Linked DNA regions of Sus scrofa: regions 1, 2, 3 and 5 are each linked to region 4. The links are chromatin contacts, called in public Hi-C and promoter capture Hi-C maps. All regions are on one chromosome and are shown on one strand. Each heading gives the region's core, a stretch centred on a gene start, on an enhancer-like site or on the middle of the called end of the contact. The rest is flanking DNA. Distances are from core to core; before and after follow the strand shown.

The links. Promoter capture Hi-C pulls out the DNA fragments that hold promoters and counts their contacts. A called contact is a pair of places that touch in the nucleus more often than the background predicts.
Region 1: a Hi-C map of retroperitoneal adipose tissue shows a contact between it and region 4, with 2.5 times the contacts expected there. The contact joins the enhancer-like site here to the promoter of TLK1 in region 4. A contact is called at or near these places in 2 of 5 promoter capture datasets (fetal liver and liver), 22 of 47 Hi-C or Micro-C datasets (adipocytes, alveolar macrophages, blood and 13 more) and 2 of 2 datasets of contacts at active chromatin or transcription factors (alveolar macrophages and skeletal muscle).
Region 2: a contact with region 4 is called in a Hi-C map of embryonic fibroblasts, with 2.9 times the contacts expected there. The contact joins the promoter of METTL8 here to the promoter of TLK1 in region 4. A contact is called at or near these places in 3 of 5 promoter capture datasets (fetal liver, fetal skeletal muscle and liver), 20 of 47 Hi-C or Micro-C datasets (alveolar macrophages, blood, brain and 11 more) and 2 of 2 datasets of contacts at active chromatin or transcription factors (alveolar macrophages and skeletal muscle).
Region 3: a promoter capture Hi-C map of fetal liver shows a contact between it and region 4, with 3 times the contacts expected there. The contact joins the promoter of GORASP2 here to the promoter of TLK1 in region 4. A contact is called at or near these places in 1 of 5 promoter capture datasets (fetal liver), 5 of 47 Hi-C or Micro-C datasets (embryonic fibroblasts, heart right ventricle, liver and 1 more) and 2 of 2 datasets of contacts at active chromatin or transcription factors (alveolar macrophages and skeletal muscle).
Region 5: a Hi-C map of brain shows a contact between it and region 4, with 6 times the contacts expected there. The contact joins the enhancer-like site here to the promoter of TLK1 in region 4. A contact is called at or near these places in 2 of 47 Hi-C or Micro-C datasets (brain and fetal skeletal muscle) and 2 of 2 datasets of contacts at active chromatin or transcription factors (alveolar macrophages and skeletal muscle).

Annotation. Positions count from the first base shown.
Region 1 is chr15:77,134,623-77,138,720 of Sscrofa11.1, reverse strand. No RefSeq gene overlaps it. Among named protein-coding and RNA genes, the nearest start is that of GORASP2, 37 kb to the right of the region's middle. Within about 2 kb of position 2,035, at least 19 of the 83 cell types and tissues checked have an H3K27ac peak or open chromatin away from gene starts, as enhancers often do. A contact at or near this core is called in fetal liver, liver, retroperitoneal adipose tissue and 1 more, where this site is marked.
Region 2 is chr15:77,562,502-77,566,372 of Sscrofa11.1, reverse strand. METTL8 (methyltransferase-like protein 8) reads left to right here and starts at 1,881. Exons shown (of 12, transcript XM_001925591.5): 1 at 1,881-2,128. DCAF17 (DDB1- and CUL4-associated factor 17) reads right to left here and starts at 1,744. Exons shown (of 12, transcript XM_021076469.1): 1 at 1,270-1,744; 2 at 746-849. The coding sequence starts at 1,395.
Region 3 is chr15:77,096,706-77,101,033 of Sscrofa11.1, reverse strand. GORASP2 (Golgi reassembly-stacking protein 2) reads right to left here and starts at 1,726. Exons shown (of 11, transcript XM_021074828.1): 1 at 1,479-1,726. The coding sequence starts at 1,541. It overlaps LOC110256942 (a long non-coding RNA gene), which reads right to left and starts at 1,859. Exons shown (of 1, transcript XR_002339024.1): 1 at 1,476-1,859.
Region 4 is chr15:77,327,675-77,331,837 of Sscrofa11.1, reverse strand. It overlaps TLK1 (serine/threonine-protein kinase tousled-like 1), which reads left to right and starts at 2,290. Exons shown (of 21, transcript XM_001927890.6): 1 at 2,290-3,026. The coding sequence starts at 2,888.
Region 5 is chr15:77,468,668-77,472,851 of Sscrofa11.1, reverse strand. No RefSeq gene overlaps it. Among named protein-coding and RNA genes, the nearest start is that of METTL8, 94 kb to the left of the region's middle. Within about 2 kb of position 1,536, at least 4 of the 83 cell types and tissues checked have an H3K27ac peak or open chromatin away from gene starts, as enhancers often do. A contact at or near this core is called in brain, where this site is marked.

The sequences.
Region 1 (4,098 bases), core at 786-3,285, 190 kb after region 4:
TGAGGCAAACTATGGGCAAGTTACAAAAAGACCAAGAACCCACTGCCACTTCGGAGAAACCTGGAGCAAAAGTAGGGTACCAGGAGGAAAAACAGGGTACCGCACATGCCCCCCAGACACACAACCGTTGAAGGAATGGGCGAACCATCCCTGTGATCCTACTTTTAGACCCACCCCTACCCTCACCCCATACAAGGAACCAGCTCACCCCTCCTCAGCAAGCGAGGACGGGAACCTGCTGCTTGCTTTCACCTGCTCATGTTGCAGCAGAAGCCCTAATAAAGCCTTGCCTGTTTCTTTTCTGGCCTCTTAGCAATTTTTGTTAGGAAGGCCAAGAACCCTGGTCGGTAACCCACCCATCCCATCCCCACCTGGCACAGGCTGGGGCCAAGCTGAAAGAACAGGAATGGTTCCCATTTCCACCTGGGTACTAGGGCCAGCTCTACCACCGGTGTAGCTGTGAGCCCAATTAACCTCTCTGGATTTCACCATCTTCATCTGGAACTCGAGGAATTGAAAGAGATCTCCAAGGCCCCCCAACCCCCAAGCTGCTCTCCTTGGTGTATATGCATGGTTGGTTGCTGTTGTTGTTGTTGTCGTCGTGTTTTGTTTTAAAGCACCAGGGTGGAGAAGCACTGGTCTGTGGATTGCTTTCCTGCGCCCAGGTGGAAAGGAGCTGCAGACGAAGAAGAAACCTCACTCCTCTGGGCTCTTGGCTCTCCCCAGACCTCTATAGACTCCCCAGTCACACAGAGAGCAGGGTGCTGGACTTGGGAATGAGGGGGATTGGAAGGTGGGAGACAGGGCATCATGGTGCTTCTTTGGGTTTTAAGTCTCTTTCGAGATAAGATGAGATCCTAAAGTTTCCCCCCACCACATGCACTCTGCGGGACGCCTGCTAACGACCTTTCTCTCCTGCTCAGAGGGAAGCTGCCAGCAGCTCCACCTTGCTTTTTGGTTTTTAAGTCTATGCTCCACATATTTTATTTTCAAAAGGCTATCTGCTGGCTAAAACCACTGTTTTTCAAACCACTGATCTTTGTCAAGGGCAAACCTACTCCCTTCTAAAAACAAAACAGAAAAGCTTTCATCAGCTCTTCATTAAGGCACAACTTGAGCTCCCTGGCATGGCATCCAAGCACCCTCCCGCCCCAGCCCCCAAGTTGCAACTGCTGCCACGCCAGACGTCACCATTCCCGCCCCAGCCACTCGGAGCAATGTGCGGTCCCAGGACACACTATGGGCCACATACCTTCATGCCATTGGCGGATGCTGTTGCTTCTGCCCACAGTGACGTTCCACTTCGCCAGAGAACCTCTATGTATCCTTCAAAGCCCTGACGTCACCTCCCCCGGAAGTCTTCTCGGACTTCCTCCGGTGGAAGTCATCCCATTTCTGTCCCTTACTATCATCACGTGGGTACTAAATTACTCATTATAAGTAGTGGGGTGAATGTCTTTGGATTGAGATCACATGGGCCCAAACCTAGCTGTCCCTCTAGATGCTCCTGGGCCTGCAAAGCAGGAAGGTTCTCCTCATGGAGCTGTGGGGAGGATGAGAGAGGCCCCGAGTCCAGCCAGCCCACGGAGGGTTGTTGGGCCATGGGAGGTGCGCCCCCACATCCAGGCTCTAACCTCAGGGGGAAGCCTGGGGTTGGGGAATGGGGGGAGCAAGACCCTGCCTCTCCCCACCAGGTTCTCAGACTTCTGATGTTTCTTGCCATATCTGAGGAGTTTACAGACACCCGTAGGGCTTTTCCTTTTTATCTTAATCTTCAGGTTGATATATTTACTTTAAAATTGTGTTGAAAAAGAGCTCCTTTTGGTGAATGCACCCAGGCTTTTCTGCATCCCCACTCAGCTAAACTTGTCTGCCATAAAAGGGAAGCACAGGACCAATTCCAGGAGCCCTTTTCGAAAAAAAAACAACAGTCACCCCCATCCTTGGGGCCCCTCCCGCGACTCCCCAGCCCCGCCCCAGGGCCCTGCGAGGCCGGCCCGGAGACCCCGTGGCCTCCAACGGGGCGCGGCTTTTCCAGGTTCGCGGCGCCACCTGCCGGCAGAGGCGCGTACTGTGGACTGGCTCCCGCTCCACGTGGCGGTGAATTAAACAGAAATCCCGGGGCAAAAGCCAATGTTCGGCGCTGTGGCCAGCCGGTGTGTGGAGACAGAACTGAGACCTGGGTGTGGACCGACCTACTAGGAGTCAGGTCCTACCCCAAAGTTCCCCGCTGTATAAACTGGAGGAGGTTTCTTTTCTGGTAAATGGAGCGATCAGTACCACCTGCCGGGAGGCCAGGGAGAATTAATAGAAAAACTCACTCAGCTTGGTTCCTGGTGCCTGCTATCAATGCAGCACTTCTCTGTAAATTGATTCCTTTTTCTCACCAAAGTTTATTTGTAAAGGAAGCTATTTTAGCCTTGTCCTAGGAAGCAGCTCTATTTTTCCAATGCATGTTAAAATGCACATATATGTAATAAAATTAGAAAACAATTTCCTTCAGGTACAACACACCAACATCCCTCAGTGTCTGCCCAGGGACCCCTCCTCTTTCTCTTCTGCCCCTTTCCATGTCCACAGTCAACCTTCATGTAGAGGACCTGGAAGCCCCAGTGGGTTGAGTTTTCATCTCAGGTGACAGCATTTTCCTAGCAGAGATCTCAATTTGGAAAGACAGATTTCTCTGACTCTGAGGTTTCATGCCCTTTTTAGTTCTGGTCATTCCAGGAAAGGAAAAACAAACACTTGGCAGACACCAAGGAGGGTAAATGCTTTATTAAAATCAGAATGAGCTTGAGCTCCTGGACTGAGGCAATAGTAACCTGTCTCCTCTTGCTTTTATTCAATAAGACAGACGGAGTTTGCTCTCACATTTATGTTCCCCACCACCCAAAACACACAGGTTGCTCAGCTGACAACCTCAAGTGAAACAATGTTAGAACTGTGTATACTTCATGTACCTAACATTTCCTGAGATCTAAATGCCAGGACAGCCCCTAGAGACAATGTGTTTCTCCTGCCATCCTGTCTCTGCGTCTTTCTGCTCAGGATAGGTGTCTGAACCACAGAGGTTCAGTTTCTGGCCAAAGTGACAGTTTACTAACACTGCAGATGATCACAGTGTAAGTCTACAAAGGCAAACGTCACTGATAATTCTAATCTAGGGCCAGTGTTAGGGATCTCTTAGTAGAGAGCTTTTAAATGCCGCCAGAGATGGCAAGCCCCTCCACTCCAGGCTCAGCAGTCCTGGCTAAGTCTCCTACTTCTCCCCTACATGAAAATAGCCCTATTGTTTTCGTGGGTTAAAAAGTAATTCAAATATGTTTTTACAAAGTCTATCAACACACAAGTGTATAAAGAATAAGTTCCTACAACCCCACCCACCCTAATTCAAGTGTTCCTTGAAGATATGCTTTCTCCTGCAAACCCAGACAGACTTACTAGTTCCAGTCTCAAACCAGGCTGGCCTGGCCAGAGCTGGGCAAGGGTAGGCGGCTTTCTTCTCACCAGGATGGGAGGCCATAGAGTGGAGGGAAAGGAAGCCGTTCAGGAATTGAGGACTTCTCATTGCCTACTCCTTGGTCCCTATGAAAGAGAACTGATGATACATTTCAATAGATTTGGTTGATAAGGTAAATAAGTAATGGGTTTTTGGTCCCAGACTTGGCTTCTGGAAGAGGCTGGGGAAACCTAAATCCCTGTCACTGTCCAGAGATCTATGTCCCCCCAGGTTTATAGTTTAAGCGACGGCTTCAAATTTTGTCAACCTGAGTGCCCATTTCACCATGATTTATGGATCCAAAATAATGAAGTCCATGAAAGGATCCTGTTTTCTGATCCTGGATCCTCTAGGCTCTAGAGCTTCCAACTTTTTGAAGCCCAGGCTTCGACCCCATCCCCACCAGGATAATACTCAAGACACTGAGCTTCAGATGCCTGTGGGCCAGGCAGGTGGCAGAAACCAGTGGGGCCAGTGGCAAACCGCTCAAGGGGGTGGTGGTTTCCTTGTGGGGCTGAGGACCCAGTGTTGCCAGATAAAACCCAGAAATCTGGATTTATGTGAAGCTTTGTTTTCCAAATGCTGGCAATTAACTCATA
Region 2 (3,871 bases), core at 632-3,131, 230 kb before region 4:
TCATTTTCATTGAATACTAATTTCAAGGAAGTAAAACTCATTGAATCATACACTTTAAATCAGTGAATTATAAAGCTGTTTAAAAAGAAGGAACGAAGGGAGTTCCCGTTGTGGCTCAGTGGTTAACGAATCCCACTAGGAACCATGGGGTTGCGGGTTCAACCATGGGGTTGTGGGTTCGATCCCTGGGGTTGTGGGTTCGATCCCTGGCCTTGCTCAGTGAGTTGAGGATCTGGCGTTGCCGGGAGCTGTGGTGTAGGTTGCAGACGCGGCTTGGATCCCGCCTTGCTGTGGCTCTGCTGTCAGCCGGCACCTACAGCTCTGATTAGACCTCTAGCCTTGGAACCTCCATATGCCACAGGAGCAGCCCAAGAAATGGCAAAAAGACAATAAATAAGTAAATAAATAAATAAGCATCTAATTATTAGATACCTGTATCTCTTGACTCTATCTTTTAAGCAGCATAAAATACTACATTGTACCCAGCAAGCTATCATTTTGCCTGCAACATGAATTCGCTATAAATTGGTATTATAGCGAATACCAATAAAATGAAAATGAAACCTCAAGCTTTAGGTTTAACAAGATTTTTAAGTTACACACATTTTATCCCCTACTCTTATTTTTGGACCCATTTTTCCATTCTCTTATTTCACAAGCACTAATGTAGGCATAAGTGTTTCCATAAATATTAGAGTTCAGATCAACAGTCAAATGAATTACAACAAAAATTTTCACCAGATACCTGCTGACACAGCATCGATAATTATCAAAATATATTCTTCCTCTCTCATAGGCTATAGGTGACTTGGAATGAGTCGTCCAAACATTCTTAAATTTAGTACTTTCCTGAAAGACACAAGGAACTTCAGTTTAGGAAATAACTCATAAGCTTCCACTCTGCACCAATTTTAAGTTGGATGGTTAAATTGACAGTTTGCAAAGTAATTTCATGTACTTTTTAGAAAACATTATGTTCAATGCTTCCTCAATCTGCCCTCGCGTTTTGGCTTAAGTGGAGTGATCGATTTTAGAAAAACTGTTTCTAAGAAGATATACGAAGGTTAAAACTAAAAGCATGCGGCGGTTCCGTTTTAATGGTTATTTACTAATCCCCCCGCTTCAAGGCCTGGATCACCCTGACCATCATGTGAGATCTTAAAAACGGGCTGTCCTGCAGAAAAACTGCACCCCAGCAAGAAGGCTTGACCTCCCCGTCGCCCCGTCGCCCCGCTGCCCCAGGTCCGGCTCCCGGTGGCGGGTGGTCACCTGGCACACCAGCGCCCGCAGGATGCCCAGGTTGGTCCTCTGCACCACGCCCGCGTCGCGCGAGAAGAAGCCCAGCGCCCGGCGACTTAGCCGGCAGCACACGTTGGGCTTCTGACTTGGCCCCATGGAGGCGCGGGCCAATCGCGGAGTTGTCCGGGCCCAAGAGGGGCGCGCCCCTCACTCCCGCGCAGAGCAAGGGCCCCTACCGCCGAACCTCCAGGCCCCAACTCCCTGAGGGGCCCAGGAAAAGGTGACACCGGGAGCCTGGCAGTGGGCGCAGGGCGGTGGGGCGAGGGGAGGCAGAGCCGGTGCTGCCCGTGAGTGGAGAAGTGGGAAGGAAAAGCAACTCCCTTCTCCGTCGGCCCCTCCAACGCTCTAGGGCTCGGGACCCGGCTGCCGACAGCGCGACGCCTGCGTAACGCGCGGTCGGATGGAGCCGTTCCCTCACCGGGAAATGTAGTTCCCAGTACACGCTGAGGGAGCCTGGCCTGTTCCCAGAACTACAATCCCCATCAGGCAGCGGGCAGCGAGCCCTTGCCCTGGCCCCGCCTTCAACCCACCACAGCCCCGCCCCGCCCCTCCTCCTGGGGCTGGGCTGAGTCTGCGCTGTAGGCCTGGCGCGCTTTTCCGGGTCTGCACGCGGCGCCGGGGGAGGGCCTGGTGGCTCTGTACTGCCGCCTCCTGGTCTCGGTTTCTTAGAATACGCCCTTCGCCCAGGGGTTCGTTTCTTGCCGCCCGGTACCCCCAAGCCTCTGAACCCCTGGACTCTTGCTTTGGGAGGCTCTGGCGGGACGCCGAGAGGGGCATTGTGTCGTGTGCGATCCCTTCCCCCCGAGGCAGCATCATGTGCTAAAGAAAGGTACGCCCTCGGCTTTCCCTTCAGTGTACTGTGAACGTTTTGGATGAGATGTATAGTTAAACATTTGGGATCAGTAAACACTGCTTTTGTGTTATGAGTTAGTGGTGAAGATGCTGGCATTCCCGCCAAACTGGAGTTGAATTACCCTTTACCAGAGGTCTGCCCTGCTGTGGCCCTCAGAGACGCGGGCAGGTTTTGCAATAATTGCTGCATTTTCCTTTCACATTTTACTCCCTCCTTATCGGGAATGAAATATCACATATTTACATTATTATTGAACTGCCCGAGGCATTCCAGTTTGATTGCTCTTAAGTAAAAGATGACTTTGTGACTATCCCTGCCTGTAGGTCAGAGTTCCCACTACACTGCATTTTCAGCAATCTTGCACCAGACTTGTCCTATTGCTCTGCTTGTGAGTCCCTTGAGGGTGGTGTCTTTGCATTTCCCACGTGGCCTCTTGTTCAGAGGTAGGCAAGGCAGCAACTCCATCTGACAGAGCAAAAAGTACAACCCTGGGTGAGTGTGTTGGGTTAAGTGTTTAGGAAAAATTTGTCATATCTCTTTTTAACCCTGCTGAATTTCCTTTAGGGCCTAGGCTTTTGCTGATTTTTCATATCTTATTTACAGCATACTGTGGAGTGCTTTGTATATTTTTAGAGAGCGCTATAATAGTTAATTTGCTAATTCATGAATGCAGCTGTCGCTGAGAAAACTGGGACCCAGAAAAGATAACGGGATTTTCTTTGGCTGAAATGAAATTCAAATCATTGCTGAATTGAACTCATAATCTTTTTTCATCTTCCCCTTCACCCCCACTTATTTGTCTTCCAGTGGTCTTTATCTCACCTTCCAAGCCCCAAGTCACCCAAGGGACAGCCATCTTTTCCCTCATCCTCAACCAAGTACTTTTGATTTTGATATCTGTCTCCTCTTCATACCCCAGCATAATTTAGGGCCTCACCATTTTATCACATTATTATGTTAAATAGCCTCCTTTCTGCCTTACTTAAATACTTTCAATTCCAGCCCTCCACTCTGCTGCCAGAACGATTTTTCTAAAGCACAAATCTGTCATTTCCCTATTAAAGCTTTTACGTGGCTCCCAATCACCCAGAGCAGAATTTCTCAAACCCACGTAGATACCCAGGATTAACTTAAAATATGATCAGTATGTTAAATATATGCAAATATGAAACTGTATATAAACTCCTTATGTTGTATCTTTTGTACAGCTATAATGCTCAATTATATGTTAAATGAAGCAAAACTATAATACACATAAATTCTGATGATTGCTTGTTCATTGTTACCAATGAGACTGTTTTTGCTGGACCTATAATGCTCTAAAACAATCTTCACTGTACTTTGGGGCATAAATTCCTTACCGAAAAGCCCGTTTATATTGTCCTTGTGTTGAGAGATTACACAATGACTTCACCCCTTTATTTAAGCCTGTAAAACTTTCCTTTGATCCATATGTCATGATTTCATTTGCTCTTCACCTGACAGTCTCCATGTCTCATTATCCTGCACCAGTGACAAATGGTACCACTTGTTTGCCAGTGCAGTCCTGAACACAAACGTGTAAAATGAAATCTTGTGACAGTAATCAATTAAAAGGTGCCATCCAGGTGATCCAGAATATCCTTTTGTTCAAAAAAACTTTTTTTCTCTTTGGATTTTTATTAAATTGGAAATAAAAAACTTCTCTCGAGACATCTCATCACCTTGGGGCTACATATA
Region 3 (4,328 bases), core at 477-2,976, 230 kb after region 4:
TCCCAGTATTCATGGCCACAATCAGCAACTGTGAGAATCATCTGGTAATACTGGACAACATAGTCCAAAAGCAGAGGAACTCAGAATCAAACCAGAGAATAGAAAAGTACTGCCACCAAGTTTCACTTCACAACTGGGATTTGACCATTCTCCCTCCATTTCCGTCAGCGTGGTACTTGGGGGCTGGCTTAGCTGAAGGGAATTAGAAGGTAATAGTTTATTTATACATTCTCTGTATTTTCTGGGAAAATCATACTCTCCTACCAAGAGTGTGGCTTCAACAGGGATTTTTAGCAGAGTGGAGAGGCAACTAGATGTGATAATCCTGAAGATCAGAAAGGTGACTGATGACAGCCCTATCAAGCAGACTTCTGGTAATTTAGTTTAAGAATGCTGTCTCACCTCAAACATGGGACCTAAGGGAGAACATGGCTGTAGCACCACGGATTGAGCTTTCCTACTTTCAGTGAAAATTAGCCAGGAGCTAATATCTAGTTACACTGAATGGTGCTCCAGATTGGGGCTAGTTTGCTGACAGTCCATCATGTTATCACTCACGCAGGTGTCACGCACACAATCAACATTGCTACTTTTAAAGACACTCAGTTCCACGAGGAAAGGACCACATGCTCTGAACAACCCAGGCTATTCATAGCAGGGACTTAGCTAATGCTTTCAGAGATACTGTTTCCCTGCGTCCTGGGGACTGAGGTTGCTTTCCTTTATTTACCTGATTTTTTTTTTTTTTTTAACGTTCCTCTCCATTTACCTCTTTTACACTGTGGATCTAAACATTCATCACCACCACACCCTGAGCAGACTTAGAAAAAAGAGAACGGAAGTTCCCCTGGGCAGGAAATGTGGAAGAGGAGCGTTGGAAAGGTCAGGAGCGACACAGGACAGAAGAAAGTCCAGTTGAAAATCAAGCAGATTTAAGTACGTCGAACCTGCTTCTAGGCCATTTCGTTTTGTTTGCCTAATTGGCCTTTCCCGACATCCAGACAGCGCCGAGGTAGATTAACACCTGCCGTCGCATCCCCCTCCCCTAGCCTGCGGATTCCAGACTTCCTTTTCACAGAAAAGAAACGCTACCTTCACCATCACCTCTTTTACAGACTTTGCCCCCAAGCCTTCCTTGACTTTGGGAGCTAAGAATGAAGGGGAGAGGGGCAGAGAAGGCTCTCAAAAGGAAAAGGAGCCGAGGTTGCCCTCTTCGCCTGGGCCGCCCCCGGCCAAATCGTAGGCTGCCACCTCTGGCTCCAGCCTCTCCTTCCGGATGCTGGGCCCGGAGAGTCCGGGGTAGGCGGGATGCGAGCGGCCTCTCGAACCGGCCTCGGCCAACGCAGCGCCGGCACTCGCCGCTCCTTCTCGGGGTCCGGCCTGGCTGCCCCAAGAAGAAGCCCGTCGGGGCCTCAGCCTCCCCGTGACCGGGCCCCGCCTCCAGCCCGCCACCCCCGCGCCGCCGTCGATGCTCTTACCCGCAGGACGTGGTAGCCCTCCGTGCCCCCGCCTGGGATCTCGACGCTCTGCGAGGAGCCCATGGCGGCGGGCGATCAGTGTGGCCGGGCCGGGCTTCGCGCAGCTCCCGCCTCCCGCGCACCACCCGCTCCGCTCCTCCGCGTAGCACTTGGGACGTGGCACTCGCTGCCTCGGGAGAGCCGGGCCGCGCTGCCCGCTGGGAGATCGTCGCCTCGGCAGCTGGGGCCGCAGCGACGCCGCCGACAGCGCCACCTGCCGCGAACCACCGGGAGGAGCCTGAGCGTACAGCAGGCGAGGGGAGGGGGGAGCGGGAAGGTGGGGAGGGGCCTTACTCGTGCTCGCGAGAGAGCAGAAATACGGTTCATCCAGCCTTGGCACCTTGCTACGGGTCCCTGGGCTTGACAAGATTCATCTAAGCCGCGTTCCCGCTAGCCTGCAAGAAGAGTTGTTTGATTGTAGCTCCGCCTGGTGGCCAGAGACCAGGAAGGGGCTGCTGTTGAAAAGAACCGGGTGGATGCAAACACTACGAGTTCCCTCTTCTCTGAGTTTAAAGTACTCCTCCCAGGTTGTACGGAGGAGCGTGGTAGGGTATCTTCGTGGGCAGATAGCGCTTCCGCTCACCTCTTTATAAAGGAAAACGCTCCCTTCATAAAGCACTTGTCCTAAAGAGTCATGGAGGACCCGCCGAAGTTCTTTGTTTTTTTTCCCCTAATTATGAGAAAAAGATCGTCACAAACTGAGCGGTGCCCGAGTGGGGAGCACAGTTGGATGCCCTTGGAGTTCCACCGCCTGCTGCTCAGTTCTCCACCCCGCTTCCTTCAGTTAGCCAACTTGTGGTCACAGTTTTCCTACTCGGTTGCTCCTTTTGCCCCTTCCCTTCTAAAACCCCGCAGTTATGGCCATTGCCCACGGGTCAATTTGAGTATCACTTACGGTGGATCAACCAGATATCAGAGCATGTGTATTCTGATGTGAAGCAACATGAAGTACCTGTTATCACCTGTGAAGTACTCTGGTCCAAAATGTTTACCTTGCTCCTTTCACACCTTTAGTTAGATCTTCCAATTTACAGGAAGAGAGGATAGAGGAATAAGTAAAATGATTTCACAAGGAAGCAACCAGGCAAAAATACAGGAAGTGAGCCGTTTTTCATAACAGCTGGCCAGTTCTTTTCATCAAATCGGAATAACAAGAAAGAGTTTATACTGGATTAAAAGAAATAATCAAGAATATAGCCAGGAGGTGCAATGAAAGGCCATGAGTTAGGGGTTGATTTGGAAAAATAAGCTGTAAAGGACAGTTTGGGCTCAATTGGGAAAATGTGAATACTGAGAATTTGAAGGTAAAGCATTAATTGTCCTGGAAAAGTGGAAATTATTGACTGAAAAAAGACCAGGTTATAAGGCAAAATATGTCTGTAAACAATACAGACATATTTTTGTAAACCAAATACACCTTAACGCAGAGTATGTGTATGAAGATGTAGCAAGATATGAACCAAGCATTACTATGGTGACCCCTTGGTAGTGATGGAATTTTTTTTTTTTTTTTTTTTTTTGGTTTGGTTTGTCTTTGCTGGTGCTACATTCTGAAATACTCATGGACTGCTTTTGTAACAATAGAAGAGTATTTAGAATTTTAAAATAAAAAAATCATTTTTCTTTCTCTGCTGTCCATAAACCAATACCAGGTTTTTAGGAGGCCTGGGACATATATAAAGATTCAGATGATATCTCCAGTTATGAGGCTTCTCAAGGACAGGGAATGCAGTGGAGTCAGCTCTGTATTCCTAATACCTAATAGAGTACCTGGCAGTTAATTCAACAAATTAATGAATTTGACGCAAAGGAGTAAGTATAAGAGCTAGATTTGTTGATAAATATTCTTGTTCTGCTTGGCAATTATAATCCTCTTCGTGGTGGTGTTATAAGCTGTTGCTATGTTCAGTGGTCAAAATTTTTGTTTCCCAGACATCTGACAGGAGCCATAGTTTGCAGAACACCAGCTGTGGACCTGAGGTAGTGGATGCGCAACTCCAGCCCCTGCTTAAAGCTGCTGTGTTGCAGCCCTGTGAGTACCTGCATTTCCCATACAGACCATTTACTCTTCTCTTTCTTTCCTTCTTTCTTTCCCTCCTCCTTTTTCTTTCTTTTCTTCCTTTCCCCTTCCTTCCTTCCTCCCTCCCCCTCTCTCTCTTTCTTTTTTTTTTTTTTGCTTTATAAGGCCACAATCACAGCATATGGAGGTTCCCAGGCTGGGGTCCAATTGGAGCTGCAGCTGCCAGTCTACACCAGAGCCACAGCAATGCAGGATCTAAGCCACGTCTGTGACCTACACCACAGCCACAGCAACGTGGGATCCGAGCCGCATCTGCAACCTACACCACAGCTCACAGCAACGCCGGATCCTTAACCCACTGAGCAAGGCCAGGGATCGAACCCGCAACCCCATGATTCCTAGTTGGATTTGTTAACCACTGAGCCATGAAGGGAACTCCTCTTTCTTCCTTTCTTTCTCTTTTTCTTTTACAGCTGCACTTGCAGCATATGAAAGTTCCTGGGCTAGGGGTCGAATCGGAGCTGCAGCTGCTGATTCGCCACAGTCAATGCCAGACCAAGCTGCATCTGTGACCTACACCACAGCTTGCAGCAATACCAGTCCCTTAAGCTACTGAGCGAGGTCAGCGATGGAAGCCACATCCTCGCAAACACTATGTCTGGTTTCTTAACCCGCTAAGCCACAAGGGGGAACTCCCCGCATACCTTCTTACCTTCTTGACTTTATTCAACTTCATCCATATATCAGGGATGTTCTCTCCTACATTTTCTATTTAAAAAAATTCTAACTAA
Region 4 (4,163 bases), core at 1,041-3,540:
TGATCATTTAATTCTTTCCCAGGCAGCACATGTAACAAAAATAAATCTAAAGTAATTGGATTATGTATCTGCTGTGATCTTCTACCTACCATTTAAAATAAAAGGGATCAGTTCATATAAAATGTAACCAGGGTCCGTATAAAGGTGACCTGATACTTTGGAGAGGATTGGAAGATAACTTACTATCAAATCTCTTTGGTTGGGTTTTGTTTACTACTCTTGAGAGGAGCCATGCTTGGTATAATGTCTTGGAATTGGTAGGCGCTTTAGAGATCACCTGGTGACTCTAACCTCTTTCTCATAGATGAGAAAATGGAATCAAGAAAAGATTGTTACCTGCTGGGACTAGTACCCAGGTCTCCCGATTTCCTTCCTGTCCTGTGCTCTTTTTCCTACAATCAGTTGACTAAACTTACTCTTTTTTTTTTCTTTTTTGGCTATACCTGCAGCACATGGAAGTTCCCGAGCCAGGGATCGAATCCCAAGCTGTAGCTGTGACCTATGCCACAGCAAGAACTCCCTAAACATATTCTTTTAAAATACAAAAAGAGCATACAGTTACCTAATACATAGGAACTCTTGCCTTATGGTGCATATGCTTTCATATAAAAATCTAATGGTAAGGTCCTAGGTATGCATCCAAGAGAAAAGAAAGCCTATGTCAACACAAAGACTTGTACACAAATGTCCATCCTTAGTATTATTCATAACAGATGTCCATCAACAGGTGAACGAAATAGAGTATATCATACAATGGAATACTCAGCAATAAAAAGAAATGAACTATTGATAAATACAACAATGTTGATGAATCTCAAAATAATTATATTGAGTAAAAAGAAGCCAATTATATTGAGTAAAAAGAAGCCAGAAGAGTACAAACCATACAATTCCATTTATTTAAAATTCTGGAAAATGCAAACTAAGTGATAGAAAGCAGATCTGTGATGACTTGGGGAGAAGTGGAGTGGAAGAGGAACCATAAAGGAGTAGAGAAAATTTTGGAGGTTGATGGATATATTCACTATCTTGATTGTAGAAATGGTTTCAGGGTTGTGTACACACCAAAACTTAGCTAGTTGTAGACTTAAAATATGTGCAGTTTATTGTATGTTACTTATACCTCACTAAAGTTGCTTAATTTGTGAGATGTACTTCTTAACTTTGAAAAACAGTACATGACTAAAAACTCACTGAAGAACCTGAAGCATAAGAAAACTAAAATTACTTCTGGAGATAACTGACAACCATGGTTCTATTCTAGTATGATAGTTTATCTGAACAAAACATTACTAGGAGAAATGCAAAGTCATAAAAATAAAAAATAGAAATGACATTTTTGTCCCCCTGGTAATCATGCCATTTCCTCATGCTCATACAGTTGCTTTATATCATAATCTTTTTAGTGTTCTACTCAACTTGGTATTTTTAAAGAGACCAATAACCTTGCTGTATTTTTCCTGAACCATTAGACTGCTCTTTTCTGTATAAGATGCCCAATCTCTGTGTGGGTCTATAGAAAGTTACACTCTATAAATTTTAGCAAATGCTCTAATTTGCTTCGGGAATTTGCAGCGGCACTGGAACTTTCTAGAAAACATAACCTTTCAGAAGATGAACCCTGGATGGTTTCCCTAAATATGTGAATTCAGTGATCAAAATTTTCTATGTAGATTTTCCACCTACTGTTTTTAAACAAAGAACTGCTAGACCACACATACAATGCACAATGCGGATAAAGATTCTTTTTGGAAAACATTCATAAAGTTTTACTTCCATCCCCACCCTAACTTATTTTCTTAGCTCTTTCATTCAGTAATCACTCCCATTCTGCAGACAGGGAAACGCACACAAGTTTTTGGTTTTTTTTTTTTTGTTTGCACGGTACAGAGAGACAAGAAAGAAGCAACTCTCAACTTTTCAGTTCCATTTTGAGAAATGATCACATCGAACTCCTGCGAAACGACAGCCTAGAGAGAGCTGAAGCATTTCTCCCCAGGCTGGGTGTGGGTCTGGAGCCAGGCGCGCTTCCGCGGGAGAGAGGGGCAGTCAGGTGGCAGCGGAGCGGGCGCGGGAACGGTAGCCGGTGCAGCGCGGCGGGGGCGCGTGCGGGGCGCGCCTTCTCCCGGCGGGCGCGGGGAAGCGGCCTCGGCGCACGACAGTCCGCCAGCCCCCGGCTCCCGCGCCTCGTAGTGATCCGCGGGTGCGCCAGGGGCACCCGTCGCCCGCGTCTCCTCCCTCGCTAGCTCGTTCCCTCCCCACTCCCCCCGCCCCCAACCCCTGGCAGGTCCCTCCCCCAAGCCTGCTCCCGCGGCCGCCGCCGCCGCCGCCGCTACCGGAGGCGCGGGAGCCTCGCGATAGTGTTTGCACAGGCGGCGCGTGACGCCGCCGCCGCCTGTAACTGATGCAGAGGTTACCCTGCCGTCTCAGCCGCCACCCATCGCCCGCCGCCGCCGCTGCCGCCGCCACCCGGGCGACGCCGGGGCCGACGCACTGCAGAGGTGCCGGCAGGTTCCGCCCGCGGAAGTCTCGGCCGGCGCAGCCGGCGCTCCGCCCGCGCTCCGACCCCGGCCCAGGCGGGCGCCCCCTCGACGCCTCCGCCGCCTCTGCCGCCGCGCTCGTTCTCTCCGCCTCTTCCCCAGCGCGCCCGCCGGCTCCCTCTCTTCTCCCCCTTTTCCTCCTCCCCGTCCCCTCTCCTCCCCTCACCTCTACCCTCCCCACCTTCTTCCTTCTCGGTTTCCTCCCCCCCATCCCCTTGACTCTCCCCTCCCTGCCCTCGCTCTCTCGCTCGCCCTCTGCGCGGCCCCCGCCATGACGGAGGCGGGTGCCGGTGTGCTGCCGCTGCTGCCGTCGCAGGGGGGGAGTCGGGTTCCCAGAAAGTAGCTTGATGAGTGTCCAAAGTAGCAGTGGAAGTTTGGAGGGGCCGCCATCTTGGTCCCAGCTCTCCACGTCTCCAACCCCGGGCTCGGCGGCGGCGGCCAGGTCCCTGCTGAATCACACGCCGCCATCCGGGAGGCCCAGGGAAGGTAAGTGCCGTCGCGCCCGCGCCCGCTCGCGGGTCTCCCCTCCCGCTCCCGGCCCCCGCGCCCTCAGTTCTCCTTTCCCCGACCCTGGGGTGGGGGATGGGGGCGAGGTGTACGCGGGGCCGCCAGGCTTCGGGGAGATAGTGCTCCGGCTGTGGGTGGTGGTTCGCGGGCGGCGGAGGAAACGGACGTAGGGGGTGCGCGCTGGTGGGGACGGGGCGAGGCGAGGCGCGCAGATTCGCCTGGGTTCCTTAAGAGCCCGTCCTGCTGGGGTGGGCGGTCTCCCCCCGGACGCGAGCCCCTTTCTGCTCCATTTGCTCGCACACTCAGTACTCTTAACCTCCTGGCCTCCGGTCTCTGGTGGGTTTTCCCTCTGGGTGAAGCATTCATCCTCGAGCCCCCTCCCCTTCCCTCCCGCACTCCTCCCCTAGAGGCGGTCCCCGCTCTGCGAGCTTAGCTGCCCGGGACCTGGAGGATGCCCCTTGCTTGCAAGGTCTCTGCCTTTCGGGGAGAGGCGCTGAAATTATTAGAGCCGACTTTGATCCCCTGCCTGGCCCCCGAGAGCAGTTTAAACGACAGACTGATTCGTGGGCAGGCTTTTAAACCCACTCCTCCAGATGGTTGCAACTTTCTCTCCTTCGCCATCACCTCCTGCGTGTTTGTGCATTATTTCTCCAGCGAGTAGGCTACTGTTCTTCTCTGACAGGATCGGGGGGTTTGTGGGAAATATCTGCGTAAAGGTTATTGCAAACACGCACCAGATCGGTTACAATTGTTTTCTAAGTTTTCTGGCTTCTTGCATGCCAGTGTGCCGCCACCAGATGTAGCAGTTACACAGCTAGTAAGACAGCAGAGTGCTTTTGACTAAAATGTCAACTTGCTGTATTTAACTTTAAGTATACCACATAAAATGAAATGTGAAAGAGCACAAACATTTATGACGGAAAAATAAATGTGCGTGGAATCGCATTTAACGCTTTTTTGTTTGTAAAACGCTTAGCGGTATTTATCAGCAATTGGTAAATGAGATGTTCGCTCCCTTAGTGTCACACAGGGAGATTGTAGCCACATTTTCAAAAAAGCGTTTGGAAGTCCGTAGTCCGGTGAATCTTTAAAGATACCAGGGGCTTTAATTTATGT
Region 5 (4,184 bases), core at 287-2,786, 140 kb before region 4:
ATGGTCAAAGACAGCCCACCCTCAGCTGCTCTCACAGCTCATCAAAAGCAAGCTACGAGGCACCACCACTGTTCAAGAGTTTAAAACAGCTGCTTTGGATTCTGCAGTGCATGTGGTTTCACAGCCACTTAACCTTTAGTGAGGAACAGCTAGAGGCAGGCGAATGGATAAATACATGTTAACATTACATAAGGAGGAAAAAAATCAATACTATTTAGAAGCACATGGAATTCAAATAGTCACAGATAGTGTTTAGTTAGCTGTGTCCTTGGCATCCCAGTGATTTGCATCTTTCTCTTTGATTTTCTCCAGTAGGTAGGCACCAAGCAGAGCCTGAACTCCATCCAGAAAGTAGAAGCTTTCCTCTGAGTATGAATCAGGTGTTACCTACCAAATTAAGTGAGCTATTGATTGCCTCCTAAAAAGCCCCAAACATCTCTCCTATTTGGACTGATGGGGTTTAGTCCAGGAAAACCAAATTGTGTTTTCCTCATGCAAATTCTTTGGGAATGTTTTCAAACCATTTCTTCTTTATGAAACTTCCTAATTCACTGCAGAAAAAGCAGAATTTTTTTTTTTTGGTTAATCTCTATGAATTAATTGTTGATTGCTTCAAAAAAAATTTAGGGACGGGCGATCACCCTTCCAGTCTTTAAGCCTTTCTCTTTGGGAAAAAGCTCTAAACTGTAACTTCCTAAAATGATGAGAGTCTGTTGAGTCACTTGCATTTGTTTGCTGTTTATTTGTCCTTTTTTTAAATGCTGTGTAGTTAACACAAGCAACATTGTGCCATTGCTGCCTTATTTCTCTCACCCCCTGCCTCCCAAGAGTGACTTGTCTTTCTCCCAAGGCCATCCTGCTATACAGAACTCGAGAGCTCACCAAACACCTGTACTTATGGCCCCTCCCTCAGGTGAGCTGAGGCAGTGTCCCCTTAAGCAGCAATTGGAACTTGCCTTGAAAGCCCGAAAGAGAATGGCTGAAATTGCCAGTGTCACTTGCCACACTGAAGCAAGGAAATTCGTCTCCAAGGATAATAGTGTTTCTCGTGGCTCATACATCTTCCTCCACAGCCCTCATTTATTTTAATGTGTATCTTCCACTTTGACTCTCCAGAAGATATTTTTAAAGGTTTGTAAAAAATCCAAACGAAAGATGAAATTCAGGATCCAGAAAAGCATTTCTTCTGTTTCTCCTGTGCATGAATGTATTCTTAATCAACCAGTCTTTCTGAGCGGTCTCTTCATTTGCTGCTTTGTTTCATAACAGAACACTTGGGCTCTGGAGATTAGGGAGACAAAGCCTCATTATGGCCATCCTTGTTTTACTCCCATGTCTTATATGCTTTCTCTTCCTAACTCACTCTCCAGGTGCTTCTTTCTCTTGCCAAATAGTGCAAGAAAATACTTTTGCAGATCTTTTGTTTACTTAAAAAAAAAAAAAAAAGCAGAAAAACACTGATCCAGCCTTTCCCATTCGGGAGTGCTGCTCATTTCCTCACTGGCCTTTAAAGTCTGGCTCAGTAGCAACCTGGGGATTCGTTTTCTGCCCAGAGTGAACGGAGCTGGGTGCCCAGCAGTCCCATGCTGGAATGAGAATTAAATTCTGCTCATTCCCTGGATAAGCAAGTGGATGCTTTCCTCATAGATTTTTTTTTTTTTCTTCTTCTTCTGTTCCTCGGAGTTTTAATGTTTAGTCATTTAGCTTTGGCTTTTTAAAAGATATTTTAGTAGTGTTGTTTCTCCTCCAAGTGCATGCAGAAGCTGATCATGGGCACAGAGAACCTCTCAAGAATAAAGAATTCCCTGTTTGCTGTTTTTTACCTCCAATGAAAATGATACATAACCCATGCAGCGCTTACCCCTACTGCAGTTCCATTACCAATTGCCTGGCTTGGTACAGGAGGAACCATAACATCTAAGGAATTTGGCTCGAGCTACCTCATGCTCTAGATCCCCAAGACTGCTGAGTTAATGAAGCTTCGGTTATTATTCAACTGAACGTTTTCTTATTTCATGTAAGTGTTAAACATCTTGCTGTTTCTTCTCTTTGGCACATTTACATTACTTTTTATTATAGACCCAGCTATGCAACTGGGTCTATACCATCATTGTGTATATGTGAATACAAGTTACTCTTGGTTCATCCTACCTTGGGGAATTTATTCGTAGTTTGTTATGAGGTGTCAGTAACTTTCCAAAGAGACTGGCTTTCTAAACCTGGAGCCAGTCTTTTTATATAAAATTAATGCATTTTTATATTCAAAGATGTTTGAACTAGGAAAGTTGGATGATAAATAGAAAGCGACTGACAAAGATCTTAACTACATTGGGGTGGGCATTGTCTTTAAGGTCTTAATCTTTAATATTAAATAATACGGCAGAGTTCGCATTGTGGCTCAGCAGGTTAAGACCCCGACATTGTCTCTGTGAGAATGAGGGTTCGATCTCTGGCCTCCCTCCCTGGGTTAAGGATCTGGTGTTATCACAAGCTGCAGCATAGGTCACAGGCGCATCTCGGATCTGGTATTGCTGTGGCTGTGGTGTAGGCCAGCAGCTTCAGCTCCAATTGGACCCCTAGCCTGGGAACTTCCATATGCTGCAGGTGAGGCCCTAAAAGAAAAAAATAATAATATGGCAAATAAAATATGATATGTGTGTGGGTGGTGGTGGGGATTACAGACAAAGACAATGTCATTGGTATAGATGAGGTGCAGTTGAAGAAGTGTGCCATGTCAGTATGGTGACAAGGAATCTAGGGTCAGTCATTCCTCTAAAATTCAGCCAAGCATAGACAATGACCACTAGGAAGGGCTACCAGCAGAAGCAGCTGGCACTCTAGCTTAGAGAAAGTAGTCAGTGTTCACAGCCAGAATAGCCAAATATGGTTCCAGTGACCCAAAGAAAAATGCAAAGTCACAGAAGATTGTAGCAAGAGTGACTTCTAACTGAACCGAAGAGAACTAGACTGTAAGCTTAAATGCCCCCTGGCCTGGCTCAGGAAGAACCAAAGAAAGCTCACCGAGTCTTGGGAATAGGAAGGTTGCAGAGGCCATGAGCTCTTGTTTCTGTGTATCTGAACTGGATCACAGAAATGGCCCTTAAGACATTTTGTTCTTGATACTTTTTTTTTTTTTTTTTGCCATTTCTAGGGCCGCACCCACGGCATATGGAGGTTCCCAGGCTAGGGGTCTAATCAGAGTTGTAGCCACCGGCCTACACCACAGCCACAACAACGCCAGATCCAAGCCACGCCTGCAAGCTACACCACAGCTCACGGGAATGCCAGATCCTTAACCCACTGAGCAAGGCCAGGGATCGAACCCGCGACCTCGTGGTTCCTAGTCGGATTTGTTAACCACTGCACCAAGACGGGAACTCCATTTTGTTCTTGATACTTTTTTAGAAGAGCAAAAGCTTGCCTTTACCAGATTCTTACTTTTGATTCCAGAGCCCTTGTGTTTGTTTTCCACCATGACATATCACACACAGTATGACTTTATTGTCCTCATAAACCTGGGAAGGTGGGGTACAGCTTTAGGATAAACACACCCAGAGAGGTACAGGTGGAAGGAGACATTGGCCAGGCCAAGAGATTGTCCTCATTCCCCAGTGTGACAGAGGAGGGTCTAGCTCCTACTTTGCAGAAGGGAAACAGATTAAGTATTAGTATAAATAGAGTCACCAAGTGATTCAAGATCTGCTGACCCTCTGCAAGGAAACAAACAGAGGGCAAGGGGAGAACACAGGCCAGAACAGCCTACAAGACAGTGCCACAATCTGCAGTCACCACTATCTGGTGAGGTTTGAAAGGCTCCCAAAAGATTACCACTATATTCCCTGCCAACATTTTAAACGAACTAAGGAAGACTAAGGGGTCAACAGATGAAGATTAAAATATAAACGTAACTACTGCTGAAGCTGATCCTGGAGAGACTGGCTCAGGGTGCATGAAAAAAGCTCTCCCCCTAATAGTGAACCCCAGAATCAAGACCCCTAGCCGGACAGCCCCAAGATTCTACTCATGGGGGTCTGCCCTTGTCAAGTCTTTTTTACAGAGTAGTTGGCTTCCAAGAGAGAGTGAAAGAGGACTAGGAGAAAGATGCCTAATTCATTTCCCAAATGAATTATTACCTCAGTCATTTCACCTCTCCCAGGGATGAGGAAGACAGTTGCTGTCCCTCT